2 separate regions of the Sus scrofa genome follow, and region 2 is linked to region 1. Evidence: chromatin contacts called from public promoter capture Hi-C data. All regions are on one chromosome and are shown on one strand. The core of a region is the stretch at or near the end of the contact, and the rest is flanking DNA. Distances in the headings are between cores, read along the strand shown.

What was found. Promoter capture Hi-C pulls out the DNA fragments that hold promoters and counts their contacts.
Region 2: a promoter capture Hi-C map of fetal liver shows a contact between it and region 1, with 2.6 times the contacts expected there. The contact joins the promoter of SYNGR1 here to the enhancer-like site in region 1. A contact is called at or near these places in 3 of 5 promoter capture datasets (fetal liver and liver), 19 of 47 Hi-C or Micro-C datasets (adipose tissue, alveolar macrophages, blood and 11 more) and 1 of 2 datasets of contacts at active chromatin or transcription factors (skeletal muscle).

The regions. Positions count from the first base shown.
Region 1 is chr5:8,783,096-8,789,730 of Sscrofa11.1, forward strand. All of the region lies in intron 1 of MGAT3 (beta-1,4-mannosyl-glycoprotein 4-beta-N-acetylglucosaminyltransferase), which reads right to left. Among named protein-coding and RNA genes, the nearest start is that of MGAT3, 21 kb to the right of the region's middle. Within about 2 kb of position 2,711, at least 4 of the 83 cell types and tissues checked have an H3K27ac peak or open chromatin away from gene starts, as enhancers often do. A contact at or near this core is called in fetal liver, where this site is marked.
Region 2 is chr5:8,898,463-8,905,097 of Sscrofa11.1, forward strand. SYNGR1 (synaptogyrin 1) reads right to left here and starts at 3,728. Exons shown (of 4, transcript NM_001244066.1): 1 at 3,610-3,728. The coding sequence starts at 3,708.

The DNA.
Region 1 (6,635 bases), core at 1,461-3,960:
CCTTATACTTAACCCAGTGTGCCACAAGGGAACTCCTCAAGGGAACACTTTGTTTGTTTTATTCTATCCCCTAAAGGAACAAAATTAAGTAAAACGTATCCCGCTTCATACTCCCATGCCAGGGAGTAATGAAGGCAGGACGAACTGCAACCTCATGGTCTAGTCGATCGTTACACTGCGACGGGATAGCACTGGTTTTAAATGCAACTTTTCTCTTCTCAGTTCTACATAAATATCATATTGGACACTACGCCCAGTCAAGTGGTTTTTTTCCCCCGTCAACAGTAGATTAAAACACAAACACACACTAGATTAAAGCCAGAGTTCCCTGGTGGCCTAACAGGTTAAGGTCTGGCATTGTCACTGCTGTGGCTTGGGTCACTGCTGTGGCACAGTTTCCATCCCTGGCCTGGGAACTTCCGAATGTCACAGGTGTGGCCAAAAAACCCCCAAATGAACAAAAGCAAACAAAAAAAACCCCCAATAGATTAAAGAGATTTTCATATCAGTAGAATCAAACCTACAATTTCCTTTAAAATCTCACATAACCGAGTTCCCGTTGTGGGTCAGCAGGTAAAAACCCAACTAGTATCCATGAGGATGTGGGTTTGAGCCCTGGTCTCGTTCAGTGGTTAAGGATGTGGCGTTGCTGCAAGCTGCAGTTTAGGTCACCAACTTGGCTCAGATCTGGCATTGCTGCGGCTGTGGCATAGGCTGGCAGCTGCAGCTCCAGTTTGACCCGTAGCCTGGGAACGTCCATATGCTCCAAATGCAGTACAGTCCTAAAAAACCCCAAAAACAAAAAAACCCTCACATAACATTCCATGATCATTTGGAATGAATCATTCCGTGTTCATGAGGGGTCGTGATATAAACATCCTCTGTTCGTTTACACAGTCGGACTGATCAGTTAGGTTGTGGCTGTGGAACGGAAGCCTTGCATATTATTTTTTACAATTAAAAAAAATTTTGTGTGGCCGTGCTGGCAGCATATAGAAGTCCCCAGGCCAGGGACTGAATGTGAGTCCCAGCTGCCACCTACGCCACAGCTGCAGCAACCCCAGATCCTCAAACCCACTGAGCCGGGCTGGGGATGGAACCTGCACTTCCGTGGTGACCCCAGCCCCTACCAGTCAGATTCTCAACCCACTGCTCCATGGCAGGAACTCCTGGTTTTTGCAATTTAAATAAACTTCCTATTTTAGAATACTCGTAGCTTATCAGAAGTTGCAGACATAGTACAGAGGGTTCCTTAACACCCCTCGACCAGGCTCCCCCAATATTCACACCCTACATCACCATACAGGCCCTGGCTAGGAAACTGAAACGGGGACATTACCTGAACTGAATGCCACCATTTTCTTAGCATGTGCCTTTATCTCATGAATGAACCTGTGCAGCAAGAGAGTACTTTCAGCTCTAACCACACAGTCCAGGAAGGTAGGCGGGCCGGCCACAAGGTTATCCCCATTTGGCGGAGTGGGACCAGTGACTTGGTTGGGGCGACCTACCAAGTCACAGGAGGGGCTGAGACCGGGATCTGTGAAACGGGTAGAGATGCTGGGGTGAACTTTTAGAGCTTGAGGCTGGAAGACTCCAACATAACTTTTCTCCAAGCCACATGGTCATAAGCTACAACATCATGAAATGTTTGAGCTAGACCCAACGGGTTTGTTCAGCTGCACCCATGGCAGACAGAAGTTCCCAAGCCGGGGATCGAAACTGCACACGGCAGAGACCTGAGCCACAGCAGTGACCACCGGGGAACTCCGTACAACAAACCTGAAAGATCCTCTCCTCCAACCCTTTGATTCTGTAGAGGAGGCCCGCCCGTCCCGGCCTCACCTCGGTAGGCGTCCTGAGCAGGCTAGTGAGGGGCAGTCGCAGTGCCAGTCTCCAGGCTAGGTAGGACTTGTGCTGTCAGGTCCCAGACCTCCCATCTCCTCCAGTTTAACTGCTGACCCCCCAGAGCCTGCCAGCAGGTGGCTGGCACAGCTGACTGTAGGAGGCAGGACAATCGAGGGTGGGCCTGACCTCTGCTAAATGTCAGCTGCCCTGGGGCAGGTGTGACTTATCGCCATTGGCTTTGGGGAAGGCTGGAGGGAGGGCTGCTCCTTGGCAACACTCGGAAGGGGTCTGCCAGTCTCCTTGCCCGAGAGTGGATTCCAGCCCCGCTCTGGCAAAGTGAGACTGGGCGGGCCAGGCCAGCAGGGTGAGTGGAGGGGCAACCAATGGGCTGCGGCTCAACAGAGGCAGGCAGATAAGAGCTCTTGCTGCAGCAAGGAGCAGGCACAAGGCAACACGGCCAACTGCAGAAGCCTCCAGAGGGGCCCCCCGGCGGGCTTTCGAGACCTTGCAAGGCAGACTGTTTTCCCCACTTGGGGCCTGTCTCTGTGGGACCCCCAGTCCCAGCCCTTGTTGGCCTGAAATGGCTGTGAGGTGGGCGGGCAGGGTGGGAGCTGCTGCTCAGCCTGAATCCCCTGGCAGCAGTGAACGAAGGCCTTAGGAAGGTGAGAGACACTCAGGGAGGCAAGTATACGCCCTGCTTAGAGCAAAGGGCCCCCTCTGGCCCTGCTGGGGTCACCCTGACCCCGCGGTCCCATGGCTCCCTGGCCAGGCTGGTTTTCAGGATCTAGTTACAGCTGGCCAGCTGTGCCCTTCACAGGCAGACTCACCAGGGCCCGGGATCCCCCTCCTAACTGCTGGGGCCATGTGATAAGGCTCAACAGTCTTGCTGCCAGGAATCCCGGAGCCGGGCATGTCTCTCTCACCACTCCGGCTGCCAGGAGACTCAAAGACAAGTCAGCGCCTCTCAGGCCAAGTTTTCCGGGACACCTTCTCTTACCGCTGCCTGTTTTTTCAACTCTTCCTCTTCTTGCCCTGATTCCTTTTTATCTTAACTTCAAGTATTTTTGTTAAGTCCTTCAATTACGTTTAAAAAACATTTTTTTTGGTCTTTTTAGGTCTACACCCTTGGCATATGGAGGTTCCCAGGCTAGGGGTCAAATCGGGAGCTGCAGCTGCTGGCCTACACCACCGCCACAGCCACATCATATCTCAGCTGCATCTGCAACCTACACCACAGCTCACTGACCCAATGAACAAGGCCAGGGATCAAACCTGCATCCTCATGGATACTAGTCAGATTTGTTTCCACTGAGCCATGACGGGAACCCCTAAAAACTTTTTAAAATTAAAGTATAGGAGTTCCGTCAGGGCGCAGCAGAAACGACTCCGACTAGGAACCATGAGGTTGCAGGTTTGATCCCTGCTCGCTCAGTGGGTTAAGGATCTGGCGTTGCCACGAGCTGCGGTGTAGGTCACAGACACGGCTCGGATCTGGCCTTGCTATGGCTGTGGTGCAGGCCAGCAGCTACAGCTCCCGATTTGACCCCTAGCCTGGGAACCTCTATATGCCACAGTGTGGCCCTCAAAAGACCAAAAACAAATAAATAAATAAATAAAATAAAAGTATAGCTGATTTACGATGTTGTGTCATCAGACACACGTTTAAAGACTGCCTGGTATATAAATAAAGTGAATAAATAAATAAGCACTGGCACTCGGGGTCTCATCTGAGTCTCACCCCCCCCGGGAGGGGGGGAGCCTGAGGATGCTGTCCGCCCCATTTTGACAGACAGGGAATTTGAGATGCAGAATGATGGCGATGTCCTTTCCCCAAAGGACATAAGAAGGTGACTGAGTCAGAACTCGAACCTAAGTTCCATTCCCAAGCCAACCTCTCCTCCTTGCAGCTGGGACCGTAGCCCTCCCTGGGCAGCTGTCCCAGCTGGGGACTAAAGCCGTGGAACCCAATTAGGTCCCAGCTCCAGCATTTCTACTTCTGTGATAAAACTTCATCAGAACCATCAGGGGTAACCACAGGTGATGATGGCTGACACGCAGAGGCCAGCTGCTGTCCTGAGCTCGTTAGAGCCTGTTCTCACTGAATCCTCCCCACACGAAGCAGGTACCACTGTCATTCCCCTTTTACAGATGAGGAGACTGAGGCCAGACAGATGATATGACTTGCTCAGTGACACACAATTAGTAAGGGTCAGACTCCATTCGGTGGGACCAACAGATCATTCAGTGGCAAAGCTGCCCCGGGGCCCTCCATATGTCAGGTTCAACCCAAGCGGGGTGATAAGGGCCCCACTGAGCATCTCCCGGTGACCAGGGAAGACAAGCCAGGGGATGGAACAGCCACCACTGCACCCAACCCACACAACCCCTCGCAGGGTGTCACCTGGCCCATCTCCTCCATTCACTCAGCAACCGCTTATCAAGAGCCTGCTGGGTGCCAGGCACTGCTCTGGCCCTGGGAGCACAGGAGACAAGGCCTACCAGAACCCCCATCCATCCCCAGCCCCCAAACCCCACCCTGAGGAGCAGGTGCGGGGGGAGCCGGGCAAGGGACCATGGCAACCAAAATGAGTCCAATCACAGGGCACATCAGAAAAGTCCCGCCCTGGAGCAAGAGCAACGGTAAAGGACAGGAGGGCGTGGTCATCAGTGATGGGAGGGGCCAGGGCAGGCCTCGCTGAGAGGTGGGGCTGCGGGGGCAGCAGGTTCCGGGCAGAACAGCCAGCGCCCAGGAGAAACCACAGGAGGGCAGAGGGGAGGGAGGCGGATGGGCAAGATCGCACAGGGCCTGGGGCCGATGCTGGAAGTGTGGCTTTCACAGGAGGATTCTGAGCAGAGACTAGGGCGGAACAAGCTCACTTGGGCTGCTCTGCGGGGAGCAGACGGTCACCTCAAAGGCAGGGCAGGGAGAGCAGCGAGGAGCCCGCTGTACGGTCTAGACAAGAGGAAATGGTGCAGGAAGCTGATTCTGCTGCATCTGCCCATGATCCAGCTGTGAGCGGGGGAGTGGATGGCCCCCGGACCTGAAGGATGGACAGCCCTTGCCGGGGGTGGGGGAGGCCACCCAGCGCAGCTGCTGTGGAGATGCTACATGGCAGAGCTGGAGCGGGAGGCAGCTCTGATTCTACAGGGTCCTCTCTCTAAGCACTGCCCGGCGCACTTCAAAAGAGAACACCTCATTGGGGAGACCATTCCACAGCCCCCACCCCGTCCCGTTCCCAGCGCTCCTCACTCGGAGCCCGTCTCCTGGGCTGTTCATGTCCCAGGTGGACGTGAGCTCCCAGGGCATAGAGCTGGAATGGCAGGTGCTCAACAAGAGCCACCTCCACAGGCTCACTGTCACTTGCACACACACAGACTTGAGAACCGGATACCCAGTTCCAATCCTGGCTCTGCCATTTGCTATCTCTGCGGCCTTGGGCAAGTTAAGAAGTTGCCTCCTTTTTCTCATCTAGCAAATGGGGGCTCGGTAACAATCCAAGGAAAGTGCCTAGCACATAGAAGTGCCCAATAAGCTTTAGCTCTTAACCACTACTGTCACTCTCCTGCCTGGAAGCAGAGGGCCTTCAGGTGGGTGGAGGGGCGCAGCTGGTGCAAAGGCTTGGCGCCAAGCCCTCGGCAGGGCCTGGGCCCTGGTGGGCACTGTCTTGTTTAAGAGCAGCGAGGATCAGAGTGGGGGCTCACAGGCATAAGTGGAGTCTGGCAGAACCTGAGCCTGACGGGGGAGTGGCTGGGAAATGGTGCCCTGCTTCCTGGGGCTCCAGGGAAAGGAGGAAGGAACTATGAGTCTCCCTGGGAGCCTCCCTAGAAGAATCCCCAGCCCGTAGGCACCCCCCAACACACACTCTGTGATTTGCACCCAGAGCCAGTGGCCTGGATCTCCTGCATGAAGGTGATGGGGGCTTCCAGGTAGCCAGATCATCACAGAAGCCAGAGGCTGACCCTGACCCAGCATGGTGGCAGGACCAGCCCTCCCTGGGCCCCTCGTTCTGTACTGACTCGTAGCCACGGCCATGCCACAAAGGCTCCAGCTGGGCAGACTTTCTTCCTCCCCTCCCTCTCTCACTTCTCCTGTGACCTCCTTCCTTGGGCTCTGCTTGATACGCTTAGGAGGCGAGAGAAAGAAACAGATGAGCCAAACCCCACGACCCAGGTACAGCCTTGGGGTCTGGGCGTTGGCTGAGTCCGGTGGGGGCTCCTTCCCAGAGAGAAGACAGATGCTCCCTGGAGGTCACAGGCTGTGACTCTGGGGCTAGCCAGGCGGGCAGCGGCCTTCCGGATGCAGACAAACCTGATAGCTGCCACCAGGGTGTAGCCGGCTCCTGTGGAGCTCTCCGTGGTCCTGAGCTCACATGCGCTGACCAGGGTCCTAGCTCGGCCCTGGCGTGCCCCTGGATGGCCTTACCCTGGCCCTGACCAGCCTCCTCCATGGTTCAGCAGCTCCTTTCGTAAGAGCCACTTCTCCTGCCTGCCACCCTCTGGCCCCCTTCCCCATCTGCCTCACAACACCTGACCCCGGGGGTCCTCAGCTCTGCAGGAGCCAAGGGACACTCAACCCTTCCAACTGGGATGAGAGGCCAGCTGTCATCTGTGTCCAGCAGTGAGCAGGTCTGACACCGAGTAGTTGCTCGAGCACCCTCAGAATATCCATGGGAGAAATCTTAGAGGTCACACAGCCCGGCCTCAGCCTTAGCTCCTGGCAGGAACAGACCCACCTACAACCCCCGACCCAAGAGGCCCTCCAGGGGGACCCTCACTACCTCTCCACC
Region 2 (6,635 bases), core at 2,478-4,977, 120 kb after region 1:
ATTGAACCCACATCCAAACAAAGACAATGTTTGGTCCTTAACCTGCTGAGCCACAATGGGAACTCCACAGAGAATTAATTTTTTTAAAAAATCACCTCATCTACCAGCCCCAATATTCTTTTCCCATAGGTGATTTCAACATTCCAAAGCAAGGATATAAATTCCACATAGCAGGTGGTCCTTTGGATGAAATCAGTGAGCTCCCTGCTGAAACTCCATTTCCCCCCTGGCTCCAGAGAAAGGGGTCACTGACAGGTGGCAGGATTGGGCCCTTTTGACCCCGCCCAGCTTTTCCATTCCATGGAGAGGCACGGGGGCGGGGGGGTAGCCACGGCTGGTGCCTGGGGAAGCTGGGAGCTGCGGCAGATCTCCTGGTGCCCAGCCAGCAGAGCCCACCTGCCCGCCAAGCCCCGGTCAGAGGAAGCAGCTCTGAGCTTGCCCTGGACACTGACCCAACTCAGCCATCTCCTCGCCCAGGGCAGGAAGGGTCCAAGCTGGAATCTGCCAGAGGGCTCGCCAGCTCCCTCCCCACCTTAACCCAGGGGCTAATTCCTCCTTCCTCACTTCTTCACCCTCCCAGGTGAACTGGGGGGAAGGGGGGGCACACAGTGTGCACTGGATGCACTGGGGCAGAGAGGAGCTAAGAAAGCCTCAGGCAAGAAACAAGGGGGTCCTGCCAGGTCTGGTGGTTCGGGGGGGGCTCAGGTTCCAGGGTGGGTCCAGGCTTGGTGAGTCCTTGAAGCTAACGTGGTCTGGGGGGCCAATTCCCAAAAAAATAACAGACATAACAGAAAAAGCTCTTTCTTCTGCAAATGGTACAAGACCACGAGCCCATGTGCACACATTGCTAGGGCCCCTCCAGCGCTTCGGAAGGGGTCTGGGTAGCACAGGAGGCGTCCTGGAGAGGAAGCAGCAGCCTGTCTGTCCGGGACAGGGGGACGACTTCCAGGACATGGGACTTTCAGTGCTGAAGCTGGGAAAGTTCTGGCAAACCAGGGTGAACTGGGACTCGATGATGCGCAGGCTCTATTAGCTGGAAGGTGAAGCTTAAGGCCTGCCAGACCCCGCGGTGGGTGCAGGGAGCAGGAGGGCGAACCGCAGGTCTTTACGTGCCTCTGCTGTGTGTCCCCAACGTCTTAAAAGGTCTCAGCGCCACTTGTTTTTGAAAAACACTGGAAGGAGGGAGTAGCCCCTCCCTAAGTGGTGGGATCACATGTGCTTTTTTTTTTTTTTTTTTTTTTTTTTTTGCGGTAAGACACACAACATAAAATTTACCATCTTCACCATTTTTAAGTGCGGTTCAGGGGCGTTAAGGACAAACGTATTGGTGTACAACCATCACAGGTGATTTAGGTTTTTCCAGTCATCAGCAGATATTACTTCTACGATCAGAAGAAAACCTACCTTTTTTTTAGAGCGCCCATCAGCCTGTATCGGGTGCCTCTGCTCACCCAAAGGTAACGAGCAGGACTGGGAGACTGTTGGGGGGCTGTGGGGGGGACTTGGGCATTGGATGGGGGTGGACCCCAAAAACCCTTATCCTTTCCAATCCTGAAATCCCAGGATGCCACACTCCTTCTGACCCGGGGAAAGCGCTGTGCTTCGGAGAGAGGGATGTGGGCTCAAACCCTCCATTGGCCCCTTCCACGCTCCGTCACCTTGGGCACCTCTTAGCCTCAGGTTCCTCGAGGGTGACACAAGCTGCTGGGGGAACCAGCTGAGTAATGGTGACAGCAGGGCTCAGTTACTTTGCCGCCTGGAACGTCCTCCCGCACCTTGATGTGTGTATATGTCCCTGTCCTTCCAGGCCCAATGTGACATCACCTTCTCCAGGAAGCTTCTGATTCCTCTCCTGGCTCTTGCGGCCTCTGCCTGGGGGTACCTGGCTCCCTTCCCAGCGGGACCATAGGCTCCCTGAGCTCCGAGGGCTGGGCTGCGTCTGAGTCATACTGCCTTCCCTGCAGGCCTAGCCAACTCAATAAAGCTTTGCTAAATGAAGCCATCAGAGGAAGAAGTGACCCGGGCAGACGGAACGCCCACACCTCCTCGCAAAGCCAGTGACTTCACCCTCCGGGGCCAGTGGCCCAGGGGCCGGCAAAGGGGAGCAGAGCACAGAGCCAGCCCACCTGACCAGGCAGGTAGCTCTACCTTTGCCAAGAACCTGCCAGGGTCTCTGGGGAGCTAGAGACACCAAAGATGAATGAATTGAGCGCTACAAACCCTCCCGGATGTACCCAAGGTGCCAGGCCCTGTGCCAGCCCTGGGGACCCAAAGACTAAAGAACAGGGCTTCCCTGAAGCCCTCGAAGGGCTCCCTACCTGGTGGGCACTTGGAGGAAAGGATTTCAATGGGGCCACACTCCCTGTGGCACATAAAGGGAAGGTAGCTCCCCTCTTCCTCGGGGAGGTGGGAGATAAACATCCAAGCTGTCCCACCCATCACACCCTAATACGGGCCTGGAAACCCAGGAAGTGAGGGAGCTTCAGCACCCCACCAAACACAGCTGGCTTCACGCATAGCCTCCTGGGGTGGCCGATGGTACCCCTGCCCAGTGTCCCTTATCCAGGACCCAGGCCTGTAGGGGCAAGACCCTCTATTGAGGGTGTCTGGGCAATGGCCAGCCAGCCTAGGGAGCCCCAGGTACCCCTCCCCAGGCAGCAGCCAGCCTCCTTCCCCTGGGGTGCAGCCCAGGCCCTGTGAAACCCCTCACCCCCTGTGCTGACTGCTCGCGCCTCCTCTCCCAACCCCAGGTTTGAACAGGGATCCTACTCAGTACTGGGGGGGTTGGGGGCAATTCTGCCTGAACCGACCCCTCAGCTCCGCACTGTGGGCAGGGGACCCTTCTCCTGGGCCCCTCCCTCCTCTGGCATCTAGATTTTGACACGGATTCCCAAAATAGCAGAGCCCAAGGAGGTCCCAAGGAGGCTCCTCCCACCGCTCTACAGCTCGGGAAACTGAGGCAAGCGAAAGGAGATGACGCGCTGCCCACCTCGCAATTTAACTCCTCGTTTCCCGTGAACATTTCTCGGGTGGTTTCCAGCCCAAGGTCACGCTGCGGAGAGGCAGTTCCCGGGCAGAAGCCAGGTATCCAGCTGCCGCCGCATCGCCCCACACGGTCCTGGCTAAGCCACGAAAACCCGGTTTCCTGCCCTCTCCTCCCTGAACGCCCCTGGCAAGCACGCGTGTACCCCCCGAGAGACGATCACGCCCTGATCCACCCCCCGAAAAATGCCACCCGAGACCAGGGTTTCGTCCCCACTGTCGCCGGTCCGCCCGGGCGGCCGCGCGCTACCAGAGCAACCAGAGCCGCGAGGTGCCTGGTCGCGGCCTGGAGGTCACGGCGCTGGGGGGCGCGCACGATGGGGGGACACAGGGAAGACAGGGCTCGGGGAGCAGGAGCGGGCACCCCCGGCGAGTGCCTGGACCCCCGCGCGGGCCCGGAAAGGAGATAGGAGTGGGCGCCAGTACCCCGGCGCGACGGCTCCCTGCCCGCGGCCGCGCCCCTGTCCCGCAGTCGGTGGGGTCGGGGTCTGTCCGGGCGCGCCGCCCTTCCCAGCGCCCGCACCCCGCCCCACCCCCGGCCTGGCCGGGCCGCCCAGCCGTCCTTACCCAGGACACGACGCGCAGGATGGTGTGCGGCTGCCGGACCAGGGTGTAGGGGTCGAAGGCGCCCCCGGCTTTGCCCGCTCCGTAAGCACCCCCTTCCATCGTGGCTGCACCCGCGCGGTGCCCCCCGCTCGGCGCGCGCCGCCGACCGGTGCGCGTGCGCGGCCCCCCCCCACCGCGTCCCCTGCTGGGCGACTGGCGCGGCCGAGGGCTCCACGAGGGGGCGTCGTGCGCGGAGGGCGCGTGGCCGGCGCGGCGCGGCGCGGACGGGGGGAGGGGCGGGGGCCGCGCGCGCCCTCGATCGCGGGGGCGCGGTTGCTGCGGACCCGGTCCAGGGCGCTCTTGTTTCTTGCGCGGTGACCTCTTTGCTAAGTGGGGGCGGCGGGGGCGAGGGGGGCCGAGGTGTGTGCAGAGGGCTATGTGCAGCCAATGCAGGACGTGTCCACGGTCCGGGGGCGGCCAGTCTACCCGTGCCTTGTTTCCTGTTGCTCTGTCTGTCCCCAATTATAGGGAGCGGGGTGGGGGGGGCGAGTTTATCATCCTCCTCACGGGGTGCTTGGCACACAGCAGAGGCCGCAGGAAGATTTCTGGAATGAATGAACCACGAAGGAATAACCCTCTTCTCAGAGCCTTCTAAAGCGCAGCTCCCCCCGCCCCCAGGACCTTTCCACCTGGCTTTCACACTGACGTCATGTGGTCCCCGCATCTGCTCACCCCCACCTCCAGCCCGCAGGGCCCGAGACACCTGGGAGAGGCTGAGGCCGAGGAAGGGCAATAAATTCTTCAAGAGACCACCCCCATCCCCGTCCCCTCCCACCGCCATTCCCTCCCCCTCCCCTCCCCTCCCCTCCCCCAACCCCCAGCACAACACCCTTTTCCTTAATCCAGTAATTATGGCATTATTTGTTCATTATCTTTGTCTGCTAGTCTTTGGATGTTATCTACCTTGTTCACTGCAGTAGCCGAGGGCCGGGCACGCAGCAGGTGCTCAATAACAAATCCTCGTCCCCATCACCCCCATCACCCCCTCAAAGCTTGGCCTAAGAGCTCCAGGTTTTGTGGAAACTGAGGCTGGCTGGAGGAGTGTTCGCCACAGTGGGACTAACACCTTCCAGGTCTGGCTCTTACGATGACCTGGAGTTCTCGGGGCCTCTCTCTGTGTCTCCACTGGTTCCAGGAGGGTTGAACAACGGTATCTCTAGAGGCCTTTGCAGCCCTGGTGATGACAGAGCATCCGGCATTCTGTCATCATGACAGGACACTAGATCACCAGGTCCTTAATGAGTGGGTGTGAGGACACCCCTTTTTTTTTTTAAATTTTTTTTTCAGGGCTGCACCTGAGGCATATTGGAGGTTCCCAATAGGGAACCTACCATACGCCACAGCCACAGCAACGCAGGATCCCAGCTGGGTCTGCGACCTACACCAGAGCTCATGGCAACAATGGAACCTTAACCCATTGAGCAAGGCCAGACATCGAACCCGCAACCTCATGATTCCTAGTCGGATTCGTTAACAACTGCGCCACGAAGGGAACTCCCACATTTTTTTTTTTTAATGGGCAAAAGATTTGAACAAGCACACTTCGCCAAAGAAGATATACAGGTGGGAACTAAGTACATGAAAAGATGTGCAACATCAGGGTTCCTGAGCCTGACTAGGAACCATGAAGTGGCAGGTTCGATCCCTGGCATCGCTCAGTGGGTTAAGCATCCGATGTTCCCGGGAGCTGTGGCATAGGCTGGCAGCTGCAGCTCCCATTTGACCCACAGGTGTGGTCCTAAAAGACAAAGAAAAAAAAAAAAAAAAGAAGCATGGGAAAATTTGGGGGGTATGATGGAATAATTCTTTATCTTGTTTGTGGTGATGGTTACACAGTGACAATGTAGATTTGCTAATACCTGCAACAATGTCCAGAAAAAGAGTGACTTTCATTGTATTGAAGTTATATCTACTTTTTTTGGCCCATGAAAACTTGCTAAGTTATTTTCCTAGTGATTGTACACCCACACATGTGGAAGTTCCCGGGGCCAGGGACTAAACCTGAGCTACAGCAGTGACCCAACCCGCTGCAGGAACAATGTCCAATCCTTAATCTGCTGTGCCACAGGGGAATGCCTATATCTAATTTTTTGGGGGTGGTGGGTGGTTTGTGGGTTAGGGCCGAACTCACAGCATGTGGAAGCTGCCAGGATTGAATTGGAGCTGTAGCTGCCAGCCTAGGCCACGGCAACTCAGGAGCCAAGCTGTGTCTGGCACACCAAAGCTCCTGGCAACACCAGATCCTTAACCTCCCGAGCAAAGCCAGGGATTGACCCTGTGCCCTCATGGATCCTAGTTAGGTTCGTTACCTCTGAGCCACAACAGGAACTCCCTAATTTTTTTCTTTTTTAATGGAGAAAAATGTGTACGAGGATGATAGGCTAAATCAGTGAGTAAAATTCAGATCAGTGAGTCATGTTCCATCATTTATTCAGTCAGTAAATATTTATTTGAAGCCCATCTTGCATTAGGCTTTGTGTTAGGCATAGGGCCCTAAGGGCGAAGAATTTAGAGATGGTCCCTTAGACCTTCCAGCCCTAAGGTTTGGTCACATTACTGAATTAAATCCCAGAAAGAGTAGAGTCTAGGAACCTGTGCATCAGATTCTTGGGTGGAAGTTCTGGCTCCCCTCACTCTCCATTCACTGTGTGACCTTGGGCAGATGGCTTCACCTCTCTGTGCTTATTTCCCCATCTGAAAAATGGAAATAAGTGCAGTACTTACCTATCGGGATAATTGTCAGGATTAAATGCGAGACTGCACAAAATGTACTTAGAATGGGGCCTGATACAAAGAATGACCTCGGCAAACGTTATTGGCCCTCCAGCCCCACTGGTCTTCAAGGTTGGCGTTTACAACAAGGTATGTAGGCATCTTCTTAGAAACACAGCACTATTCGGAGTTCCCGTCGTGGTGCAGTGGTTAACGAATCCGACTAGAAACCATGAGGTTGCGGGTTCGATCCCTGGTCTCGCTCAGTGCGTTAA